Regions from separate parts of the Mus musculus genome. Here region 2 is linked to region 1. The links are chromatin contacts, called in public HiChIP or PLAC-seq maps. All regions are on one chromosome and are shown on one strand. The core of a region is the stretch at or near the end of the contact, and the rest is flanking DNA. Distances in the headings are between cores, read along the strand shown.

The links. HiChIP or PLAC-seq counts read pairs in DNA pulled down with a chosen protein or histone mark.
Region 2: a contact with region 1 is called in an H3K27ac HiChIP or PLAC-seq map of SST interneurons, with 9 times the contacts expected there. The contact joins two enhancer-like sites. A contact is called at or near these places in 10 of 115 datasets of contacts at active chromatin or transcription factors (SST interneurons, bone marrow-derived macrophages, embryonic stem cells and 1 more) and 2 of 9 other capture datasets (adipose tissue and embryonic stem cells).

The regions. Positions count from the first base shown.
Region 1 is chr10:44,441,603-44,447,987 of GRCm38.p6, reverse strand. It overlaps Prdm1 (PR domain containing 1, with ZNF domain), which reads left to right. Exons shown (of 7, transcript NM_007548.4): 4 at 944-1,196; 5 at 5,824-6,385. Among named protein-coding and RNA genes, the nearest start is that of Prdm1, 14 kb to the left of the region's middle. Within about 2 kb of position 3,332, at least 28 of the 459 cell types and tissues checked have an H3K27ac peak or open chromatin away from gene starts, as enhancers often do. A contact at or near this core is called in SST interneurons, where this site is marked.
Region 2 is chr10:45,081,309-45,087,059 of GRCm38.p6, reverse strand. The region is part of intron 2 of Prep (prolyl endopeptidase); the gene reads right to left. Among named protein-coding and RNA genes, the nearest start is that of Prep, 17 kb to the right of the region's middle. Within about 2 kb of position 1,604, at least 31 of the 459 cell types and tissues checked have an H3K27ac peak or open chromatin away from gene starts, as enhancers often do. A contact at or near this core is called in SST interneurons, where this site is marked.

The sequences.
Region 1 (6,385 bases), core at 2,083-4,582:
GAGTGTATTTCTCCCCTGCTCTTAACTATGCCTTTAACCAAGCACTCTGAGTACAGCTGTGAGTCAGAGGTAGCATTGCTGAAGAAGAACCATATATTTTCTTTCTCTTCTTTTTCCAAAAGGCCAAACTCGTGGCTCTTGTGTGTGTAGACCGTGTATGCCAGCCTCCTCACAGATATGGGCAAATCTCTCTACTCCTTTTCAAGAGAGAGGCACAGGGTGGCCGCCTGTGTTTACCAAGAGGAAAAGTTACTTCTCGATAGGCTGTCAAACTTTGGCCTCCGTGCCAGTGCCTCACTCTGTTATGGCAGGTGAAGTTCACCTTTGCCCCACCCAGTGTTTCCACAAAAAGGCAGGGTTCCAAGTATTCATCTGAACAAGTGTTACTGTGGGACTCAGGGTTGGGGGTGGAGGATGTTTGCAGAGCCTAAGCCCCGGGCGGGCGGAGGTGTAGGAAACACAAGTACAGAGGCCATAGAAAAAAGGTGAGACTCAGTTTGACGCAGTCCTCTCGGCTGCTGTGCCCAGTGACTCAAAGCACTAGAAGTCAGCAGAGTTGGAACTCTGGGCTGAGCAGAGTCGCCTGATCGATATTCGCTACTGTAGCAAGAGTACCTCTTTATGGTAGTTTCACCCACTCTCGGCTGTTGTTAATTGGAATATTATTATTATTATTATTATTATTTTGCTATCCACTGCCCTCCCCAACATGAGAAGACCATAAAATTGAAATGGAAAGGTAACTAGCACAATGTGCCCTGTTTCCTCCCCCATTTCTGCTGATTCAGCGTGAGTCCCACCGGATCAGCAATGAGGCCTGGAGTCATGGGTACAGCGTTGGTTGCTCGCCTGTGTTCCTTCTGAGCCATTCAGGGAAGCTTCCCGGTCGCTTTGGGCTGGCCGGCTGTCTTTCACACTGCATCTATCCTCTCCTTTTGAACAGATCTATTCCAGAGAGGAGTTCCACCACTTCATTGATGGCTTTAATGAGGAGAAAAGCAACTGGATGCGCTACGTGAATCCAGCTCACTCTGCCCGGGAGCAAAACCTGGCTGCCTGTCAGAACGGGATGAACATCTACTTCTACACTATTAAGCCTATCCCTGCCAACCAGGAACTTCTTGTGTGGTATTGTCGGGACTTTGCGGAGAGGCTCCACTACCCTTATCCTGGAGAGCTCACAGTGATAAATCTCAGTAAGTGGATTACAGAACAAAAAAAAAAAAAAAAAATTAAAAATGCTAGTAATGTCAGTTCTGCCCCTGTGAGCTAATAACATGTTGTCTAATTATACGGCTTCGTCATGTGTTGGACTAAGTAGGTGGCTTTAGCTAAGACGAGGAAGAGGAAAAACATTCTTTAATGTCCCTACTTCTTATTATAAAACATAATCATCAAAGATATACATATTACATATATTGTATAAAATAACCAGTACAGAATGTTGTTTTCGGAAAGTTGCAGGAAGAAGTATATTTCCGATTCTAATTTATGCAAGCGGCTGTAGGCACAATCCCAATGGGTATGGACCTGTGGAACAGGCCAGCTGCAGTCCCTTCCTGCTGTGCTGGGTCAGAGCTTTGAGTTTTCACTGAAATCTTGTGAAGATACGTGTGCCTGTAAAGCCATGATCTAATGTGGAAAGCTGTTTTCTAGAAAAAAAAAAAAAAACTGTCATAATTGTTCAAGTAGTCTAAGTGAATAACCCTAAGAGATGTCATATCTGAGCTTCCTTCCTTATGGTAAAGGGGACTGATCTCATCTTTCAATCAGGCTTACGGTAACCGCCTATCTCTTTATCTTGACAAATTCTTGCTTCCTTGGGTTTATAAGCTTTTACTTTTTCTTTTCTTCTTTTTAAATTTTGGCTAAAGTTACTGTCATGCCCTCTAGCAAGCTTTCCCTCTTCAGTCAGTCTCAGGTAGCTTTAGGAACAATTTAAGAATAAAAAAAAAAAAATTCTAACTTCTATTTTAACTCAGGGTGTGTGTTCTGGGTTATACTGCCGAATCTTACAGCACTTTTTCAAATGACCATCTTCCCATGAAAGCTAAATGTTGAAGGTTTAAAAGTTTTCATTTTAATAGTCTCTGAAATTTGAGTAAACATTTCCAGAAATCTATAGAGAGTTCCAAGCTAGACTTTACCCAGTTTCTACTCTTCAGTCTCATTTGCTTTCCCTGGAGACTAAATGTAGTTCATATTTTACCACTGAAGCACTAGAAATATTAATTTTAGTATTTTAACTTTTAAGACCAAGGACAGTGTCTCGCTAGCCATGTTCATTCTACAATGCTTGTGCTCTCAGGAATTTTCAGTTTTCTGAAAATCTTAGCTTCAGTACCTTTCCTGTAGGCTCACAATATAGTGTTTGTGCCCGGGCCCTCAGCTCAGCAACGTACACCCTTGAGCTAAGCATGGTGGGTAGGTACCTGCCCAATAGCAGCAAGCCCTCTCCTCGTGTTTGGGTTTGCTTTGGGTGTTTGTTTGTTTGTTTGTTTGTTTATGGACAAGGTCTCGTGCTGCTTAGGTTCAGTTCAGACTTGATGTAGTCAGGGAAAGCCTTGAGCCACTGTCACCTCCAAAATGCTAGGATCACAGGCCTGTGCCCTCCCCCCACCCCTGCCTCCCACCATCCCCCCAATGCCTGTTCCGAGTGTTTACTCTTTGTGTCCAGAAGTAAGTTTCATTATGCTATGAAATGACAGCTTTGCTCTTCAGACACCCCCCCCCTTTTGACTGATGCAGGAGTCTTCTGAGGGTCACAGGAACACCTCCTTTGTCTGACATTCCTAGGACAGAAAGAGAGTTAACCATTCAGCTGCCGTGCAAGGCTCTTGCTCCTGATTGTGAAACCTGTTGGCCCAGGTGTGGCCACTGATGACTGACACTCTGATCAGGAAAATTTCCAGCATTTCATCAGGCCTAATAGGCAGATCGAGTGTCCAAGATGGGCTGTGCTAGATTTCCAGGCTTAAAGCACAATAGAGGTCTGTCCAGAATCTCCGTAAGGACTTCCATCATGGGGTGCAGGGGATGGAAACCTAATGAAAGAATGTAAGTCCCCAGAAATCACAAACTGACAGGAAAGAGAAGGGAGAGAGGAATGTGGAAAAGAACTGTTAAATTTAGCTCCTGGCCCTCCCAACCTTTTTGGTAATTTTTTTTTCTATCTATCTAACTAACCCATCTAGAAATCAGTTGACCAAATTATAGACTTCTGAATGTTAATCTGCTTTCTCGGTTTCAGTTGAAAACAGACTTTGTTTTGCCTACTGCAGAACTTCTAGGTTCTTTCTTGTAGTCTTAGGGGTGCTTATTATAGATCGAAAATGTGAGTCGGCATAATTAAGCCATTCAGAACCTTCCAAAGCAGCTCACTCTTGAAATGACTCTGTCCGCCTACAGCCATTTAAGATTTAAGAACAAAAACAGATCTTGATTTTCTTTTTCATGTTAACTCAAGCTGCTAAGTGGGAGAGTTAGAAATGATATCAGCTCCTGTGATTAGTCAGCTGCTGAAGGATGAGTTTTTAAAAATGTACCTTCATATACAGTCTATAATTTCCAGCTGTAAAGTATTTTAGAGACTGACATTTTGCTGCGGATATTCCTTCAGGATAAGTTCTCAGCCTGGTTGTTTGTTTGTTTGTTTGTTTGTTTTCTGAAGACAGAGCCACCAAACGCTAAATTATGCATGTCACGGAGAAAATGAAAAGCTCTGACTTCATTGTTTCTTGGTTCAGTCATTAGCTTCACAGTAGTTCAGTAACTAAAGTGCTTAGCAAGAAGAGAGCCGATTAAACCTGTGCTCTACACTGGAAGAAAGCCCAATTCTTTATACTTAACAGCTTTCATTTGTTAAGTTTCCACTGTGGGACTACTACAAAAACATTATGAGTCTTTGATGTGATTTGCCACATTAAAAAAATGGCACAGACAGGGGTGTGGTGGCACACACCCTCAATCCCAGTGATCGAGAGGCAGACGCTGGTGGATCTCTTTATTCTTGGCCAGTCCAATCTATATAACAAGTTCCAGACCTACTGAGACTGCACAATAAGTCTTCCCCCAGAACCCCCATCAAAAAAAGAGCAGAGTTAGGAAGGCCGTACACAAGCAGGCTTGCACACTCTCACGCGCTCGCTCTCGCGCGCCCACACACACACATACATAGGCATACGCACATGCGCACACAACTTCTTTTCTCTTAACCTGAGGGTGCTTCTAAAATCATTATCTTTTTGTCTTACCTCCAGTAAATCCCTTCCTGTGACTGTGGGATGCCTCGCCTGTCAGCCTTCCAGCTTAACCTGTCTCTCTCTTCCTTTACCATTTTAGCTTTAAAAAACAAAAGTGACAATTTGAACTTCCTGCCTGCTGGGCCTCACCCGAAGGACTGATATTGGGCTGATAAGGGGATATTTATTTTGGTTGAGAGGCTTGAGAAATTGCTCTCCCCCAGAAAGCTTTCTGTCACTGACCCCATCAACATCTCCCCTGATAGTGTTGTCCACGGTGTTTATTCTGGGGCTCTGGCTTACCCAGGAGTAACTGATAACAGCCAGCAGGAGATAACGTCCTGTAAAGCGCTTTCCGACTGGCATCAAATCCCTCCAGCCTGTCAGCCTGGAGAATGGATCTGAAAGCTTTAGTTCTGGGCTTCCACAGAGTTCATCTTCAGACCTATCAGGTAGCAAGCTTGGAGTTCCTTCTCAGTTAAGCCCAAAAGGGCTGTTTTATAAGAGCACAAAGGATACTTCTTTACATTGTCTTAAGTGTCATTCCAAACCTGCCAGATCTTGGAGGTCAAGAATCTTGTTTCTACTCCGAGCATGTGCACCCCCCAACTAATGATGCTCTCAGCATCCTGGGGAGAAGTGCCTGTTTGAATGAGCATCCCAGAAACACAACTCAGCCTGTGCATCGGATGTGTTTTATCTTTGGCCCAGGAAAGCTGAGCTGAGGCTTTTCCTGCGAAATAGGGCTACATAACTATGGACAGTTTAGGACAGTATTCTCCTTGTCTGAGCTTGACCAGGGCATATATGCTGTCTCTAGGAGTAAATGTTTGTCTCTTAGCTGCCTCTGTCTTCTTTGGTGCTGTAAGTAATTGAACTAGCTTGGGAAGTACCTGTCGTGGTTTGGCAGAGGTGACTGTCACACCTCATGATTCCAGGAGACAGCCCAGATGGTAGTCTGGTTAGACCAGAACCTTGGTGAAATGCTCGCACTGCCGAGCAATGGCTAGAAGGGGCAGCCGCCATGCCCTTCTAGTTGATACAGGCAATTCGAACAGGGCTCATGAAGTTCCTATGTAAAGAGAATCGAGTTGGAAATTGATGACAGTTCATTACTTAAAACTAGTCTTAATCTTTCATCTAAGTTTGCACAGCATTCTGATTTCCTCTAGGTAAACTGCGAATGACTTATTAACCCGTGACAACCCCCCACCCTGTATTTTTTCCACCCCATCTTAGTGAACGCTCTGCCCGTTCCAGTTTGAACAGCACTTTTCTATCCTAGTTCTCACTAATGGAAAGGAGATCATCCAAGGGGCACTGGGCTCTATGGAGGCTGGCATTGTCCCAGGGTTTGATGTTATTCCCGATCCCCCCCCCCCCGCCCCCCGGAGGAAGTGGAGCAGTGTTTCTGAGTGGGTGGCCCAGAGCCCTCCCTCCGGAGTGAGAGGCGTTAGGGGCCAGGTGTCTAGCCTTTGTATTTGCTGCTGCTCAGGGTTTCTCAAGAAGAGAGAATGGCTTTCTGATTTCACTTCAGTTCTCCACAGCCCTGTGAGTAACCGCCCTTTCTTCTTCATTTTAGCACAAACGGAAAGCAACCCAAAGCAATACAGTAGTGAGAAAAATGAACTCTACCCAAAGAGTGTCCCCAAGAGAGAGTACAGCGTGAAAGAAATTCTAAAACTGGACTCCAATCCCTCCAAAAGGAAGGACATCTACCGTTCCAACATTTCACCCTTCACTTTAGAAAAGGACATGGATGGCTTTCGGAAAAATGGGAGCCCCGACATGCCCTTCTACCCTCGGGTGGTTTATCCTATCCGGGCACCTCTGCCAGAAGACTTTTTGAAAGCGTCCCTGGCCTATGGGATGGAGAGACCCACCTACATAACTCACAGTCCCCTTCCGTCTTCCACAACTCCAAGTCCCCCTGCGAGCAGCAGCCCGGAGCAGAGCCTTAAGAGCTCCAGCCCCCACAGCAGCCCGGGAAACACGGTGTCACCCCTGGCGCCAGGCCTCCCAGAACACCGGGACTCCTACTCCTACTTGAATGTTTCCTATGGTTCCGAGGGCCTGGGCTCCTACCCTGGCTATGCACCTGCCCCCCACCTCCCACCAGCTTTCATTCCTTCTTACAATGCTCA
Region 2 (5,751 bases), core at 355-2,854, 640 kb before region 1:
CAGGTTAGACACAAAGCCAAGCAGAACAGCTGGACTCTGAGGAATGGAAGCAGGCATGGCTCGGGAGTGGACATAGAGAATGGGCACAGTGCACATCAGTCTGCAGTGCTGATGGCAATGTTCTGGAGGGTCTTGCCAAGATAATCTAAGAAAGAAAACCTAAGTGGGGCTCCCAGCAAGCTGAGGGTCCCGGCTGGTGCCTGCTTCCACCAGGGGGCGCTTCTTTCTGCACATCCCAGTGTCAGGCTGCAGGGAGTTGAGAGCTGTGGCTGCCCAACAGACTGCTGGGCTCAGTTCTTTAGCTTCCTCTGCTTCTCTGACCTGTCCTGCACCCTCGGCCATAAGGACCACAGCAGACGCACCCCACTGTGAAATACTCTGGCTTTCCCCCATATAAAAGTGTCACACAAGTGTTACCTGAGGCTAGGCAGAATCATGCAACAGGGAATTTTAAGTAACTCCAGTCTTGTCATCTGTTACATTTGTCACAAAGGCTAGTCCACTAATGTAAGTAGAGTGATGTTTAAAAACTGAAGTCGTCCACATCAAACGCTGAGATGCAGAACCGAACAGTGTCCAAATGTTAACGCTGCCATGCCTCTTCTTCAAGTCAGGGAAAGCCGTTTCATGGGGCCAGTGAAGGGCTCTGTGAACGCTTCCCTGGGATGCCCTTGGCTATCTTAATTACACATACTAACTAGGTGGTACAAATATAATAGTTCTGGCTTCTTGACCTAAAGATAGAAACCTATTTGGGGGAAGAGAAGCCAGGGGTAAGGATACGGGGAGGAAAACAGTAACTCTACAAGGGCCATAGGGAGACGTGACTGGGTAAAGGGAGTTCAAATTCTGTGCCTCTCAAGGAGCGTTTAAGTCAGCGAGACAGAGACAGAGACAGCAGGCCGGGTAGAGAACAGGCAGGTGGGTCTCTGAACCTTAGTCTGCAGATCAATACAGTAAACACATCGTTCTCCTCAAAGTCAGGACAGTCTCTGCACATCTTACTTGCTTTGTTATTACAATATTTAAAAACAGAGCTGAGAGAGGCTAGGGACAGTGGCACACCTGTAATGACAGTCCATGGGAAGCAGAGGTGGACATCACGGTTCCAGAGCTCTGCCACACACATTGTGACTACAGTTAATACTACGCCGGGCTCATACACCCTCGTTTGTGGTACGGCCTGGGACACGCATTCTTAACACAGCTGAAAAATAAGAGCACACCTTCCTGGATAAGAGTGGCTGTGTTCGGGGGCTGAAGAGTCTACTACCATCCATGCCTTCAAAAGGAGTGTTTCTAGTTGTCACCGACACACCATACTGTCATACACAAAACAATCAAGACCGATGAGGAAAGAGCCAGGCAGAGACAAACAGCTCTCCATCTCACATAGACAGAACCTAGAGTGACAAGGAGTAGGACAGAAGTTATCTGGAGTCAGATGTCAGGGTAGCTGGTGGTGAGATTCTGGGAAATACTAGTCAAAGGAAACAACAGTTAGGAGGGAGAACTTCTGGTGACTGGATATGATGACAATTCTGTATACCTCAACACTGCTTAGAGCAGATTTTATGAGTTCTCACCACAAAGACAGGAAGTATGTGAGGGCACGTATTACATAGCTTGGTGCAGGCATCTCACAATGTTTAAACATGAGAATAGAATGACAACTATAAATGCAAGTGATTTTTACTCATCAACTAAAAACACACACACACTTTGGGAGCAGATGCAGATCCAATTACTGACTGCCTTATGAATACATGTATTCTGCCTTTCTAACATGGGGTATAAATAAAAATGCAGTGCACTAAAATAAGGCATACTCAAAGTCTACGATTCTCGTATCAGTGAATAAACATGATACCCACAGTGACTCTGTAGCTAATCGACATAACATGATATGTATGCAACAGAGAGATGAATCAGGGACAGGACACGCTACGGAAGAGCAAGGGAAGGAGGAGCCAACTAACTCCAGGACAGCGGAGTAGGCACTGCGGTGTGGCCTGCAGGCTGCTGAGTGACCAGTGGGTACAGGGGCAGGTCTTTCATAGAAAGATTAGTCCTGTCTTTCAAACACCACCACCAAGTATGGATAATGTTTTACAGGCCACAGACTAGAGCAATTCCTGCTGTATACAGGAACAAATGGCCGTCCACACCGTCACCTGGACTCGATGAATCAGGGGCCAAAAGAATTTGGAGAAAACAACTGCATGTGCATAAGCTACTCCCTCCCTTGTCACCAGGCCCTAAACAAGACAACCAATATTTACAGCGTTCTGTCTTAGGCCTTGTTAGTGATCTGAAGTCACCGGGAGCCTGGGTATTTGAAGACACTGGTGTTCCAGGAGGTCTTGCTTTCAATCCCCTGCAGACACTCAGTAATTAAGATAATTAGCACATAAATCAGCTGCTGGAGGAAGTGGCTGGTGTCCAGCAGAGCCTGGCAGGAAGCTTCAGTCCAGCCAGAGTGCAGAGCTGAGAGTCCAGGAAGCCTTGGGGATGCTTACCTGGACCCCTCTACTCTGTCAGAGCCCAGCAGCTCCTCTCCCAAGACAGGCAGCGAGATTCACAGGCCAGGGGTGGCAGTGCTCCCTCCCAAGGCCAGAGGACTCAGGACCTGGGGTGGGGGCGGGGTGGGGGGCAGCCACAGAAGCCCACAAGCAGGGCAAGTCAAACAGAGAGGTGAAGCTACTTTTCAGAAAACACATCTCAAACTGAAGCCAGAGGGCCTCCACCGCGAGAAGCCGAGAAGCCAAGCTTGTTCAGCTGTAGCAGTGACTGCTGCCACGGTCCTCAACTCCATTAGGTGCCTTCCCTCCCCTCTGGACCCACAGGCCTCTCACCCCTGGAAGTAGCTGACTGAAGCCAGGCCCCAAAGCCTTTGACCCGCTAACACGACAGCCCCAGAGTGGACATCTGTCTCCTCTCCAGGGCCACCTGCTCTCAGACTAGGAGGCCCATGGTCAGCAGGCCAAGCGGGGCCTCATAGGAACACATTCAAGTCTCCCTCCCAAGTTCTGCTTGTCATTCCCTGAATGAGTGTATCAGCTTGCTTTGCAATCAAGGGAAAGAGAAACCCTTGTTTGACTATAGAGTCAGGCCTTATTCTTAGTACTGTTCATTGCCTACTCAAAGCTAAAATTTTAATTCATTACCTGGCCAAAAAAGTCTGGTACTGAAATTTAAAATTCAACCCTAAATATCTTAACTATTTAAAAAAATGAAACAGAAGACACATCCTCTCTTGAATAACTAATGTATCACTAAGCGAATTTAAAATACAGTAAGTATATTGGAAAGTAAAGGCATGGAGCAGGAAAGATGGCTCCGTGCAGTGACTCCTGAGCAAGCTGGGGGACCTGGGCTGGGAATCAGGACGGCTGCCTGCAGCAGACTGAGTAAGGGACCATCTCAAAAGACATGTGACAACTGCAGGCTTCCACATTCCTGTGCATGCAACCTGCCTGGAAGCATCTGTTCATTCATATTCTCTCTCGCTCGCTCCCTCCCTCCCTCCCTCCCTCTGTCCCTCTCTCTCTCTCTCTCTCTCTCTCTCTCACACACACACACACACACACACAGACACACACACACACACACAGAGTTCATGAGATGTGGTCAGAAAGAAATGAGAGAGAGAGGGACTATTATAAAGTGCATGAGATGTAGACAGAAAAAAAAATGTGTATGTGTGTACCTGTGTGTATGTGTGTGTGAGTGTATGTGTGGATGTGAAAGTTTGTAAGACTTGGCCAAATTAGGGGGCTGGTGAGATGGCTCAGTGGTTAAGAGCACCGACTGCTTTTCCAAAGGTCCTGAGTTCAAATCCCAGCAACCACATGGTGGCTAACAACCATCCGTAAAAAAAATCTGATGCCCTCTTCTGGAGTGTCTGAAGACAGCTACAGTGTACACACATTAAATAAGTAAATAAATAAATAAATCTAAAAAAAAAAAAAAAAGACTTGACCAAAAAAAGATTGTGTGTCATATATGTATATGTGTATATGTATGGGGGGGATTATAAATTAAAGTTCATGGGACTTGACCACTGGGCAGTTCTTTTAACGAATGCCTGACCCCTGCTGGCCAACCAGAATGTCTATTCCTCAGATGCAGGGTCAGTGTGAAATGCACACTGGGGAAAGGAAGTCTCACCCACATGACTCTCACAGGCAGCGGCAGAGCCCACTTGATCTAGTTAGTCCACAGTATTTAAATTAAGGGCTGCATGGGGCTGGGCTTGAGACTTAGTACATAGCTGGGCATGCAGAGCTCTCCCTGTGCCTAAGTAAGAAGGAGAATCTGGTTCAACTGGGCACTCAGTGATCACACAAATGGCTGCTGGAAAGCAGGGGTCAATCCTGCCCCATGAGATCTTATCATCTGCAACTGCTCACTCTTACTCAAGGCCTAGGGTCCCAACACTGGTGCCTCAGTGCCACCCGCCTTACAGCGACAGCCTCTACGCTGTGCAGTCTGCCCTCGACATTCTTCTCTAAAACTGCTCATTTTAATGGCAGTTTCCCACCAATTCTTGTCTACAAAACCAGGCAGGCAATAAGATGCTTTCTTGATATCGGAGGTAAACACTGGTCGACAGACTACCTGGTCTTAGGAGACAGCAGTCTGTAAGGAATGTGATGCATAAAGAACAAGACCTATCTTTCCCAACCATATAGGAGCCAGCTGGAAACCACGAAAACGGCCTAATGGACAAAGAGCCAGGTTCCCAGGAACACTGTACACACAAACTCCTAGATCAGGCTGATCCCAATACGTGCACAAGCACACACACACACCCCTGAACTCCCAGAAGGCCACTCTCCTGCAAGCTCCTTTCCATGGGTTTCACTGCTAATCAAGAGGACAGCTGTAGGTGCCTACAATTTGCTGAACAAGGTGAGAGTGGTCAGCCAGGACCAGCAGAGACTCACCAGAGCTTATCCCAGAGCTGATTGGGAAGTCTGGAAAACAAAGTAAACTGGGCATTCACATTTTCAAAGAAAACGTAAGACACTTACGAGTAGGCAGTTTTAAAAGCCTAGCTTGTGAGTCAAAGAATTACTTTTCCTGTTTAAAAGAAAAAAAGGCATTTGGCCAAAGCTCTAGTCAAACTAAAAGTGAGTGAGGACACAGATATTCAAAACTCGAAGGGACACAGATATACAAGCAGACCGTGTGACCACTGAGTGTGATATCCACCCAGCCCCATTCGAGCATCCTAAAACGCCCTGATAAAATGGCCATTCCCTGAGAAATACAGATGATTCAACATGACAGAAAACTCTTCCAAAGGCTCAAAAGTTAACCCTACCATACGGCCTTGTCCCACGAAGCTCAACAGAGGAGGTCTTATAAATCATGGATAAGCAGGTAGCCCCTATGCTGTGTAAACTGCCCACCGTAAGTACAATCAATGCTGAGCGTTTGCTAAGCGCTCACTGTGTGCCTGGGCTTTTAATGAATGGCTCAAAACCATTTGATCATTTAATTTTCACATCTTTGTGAAGTGGTTTCTTCAAATTACAGGGTAAGAAAATTGAGGCTTAGAAAGGCTCAAAGCATGACCACACAAACTACTAAAATTGTGGAGCTGGAATCCAACCCTGCTTTTACTTCTAAAGTTGTTCATTTAATGATTAGATATTACCACCTGAATAACCAGATTTCAAGCCCTGTAGAGTCCTCTTGAGTTGCTGGAAAGAATGGTGTAGGAAGAAAAGCCTAGAAGAAGCA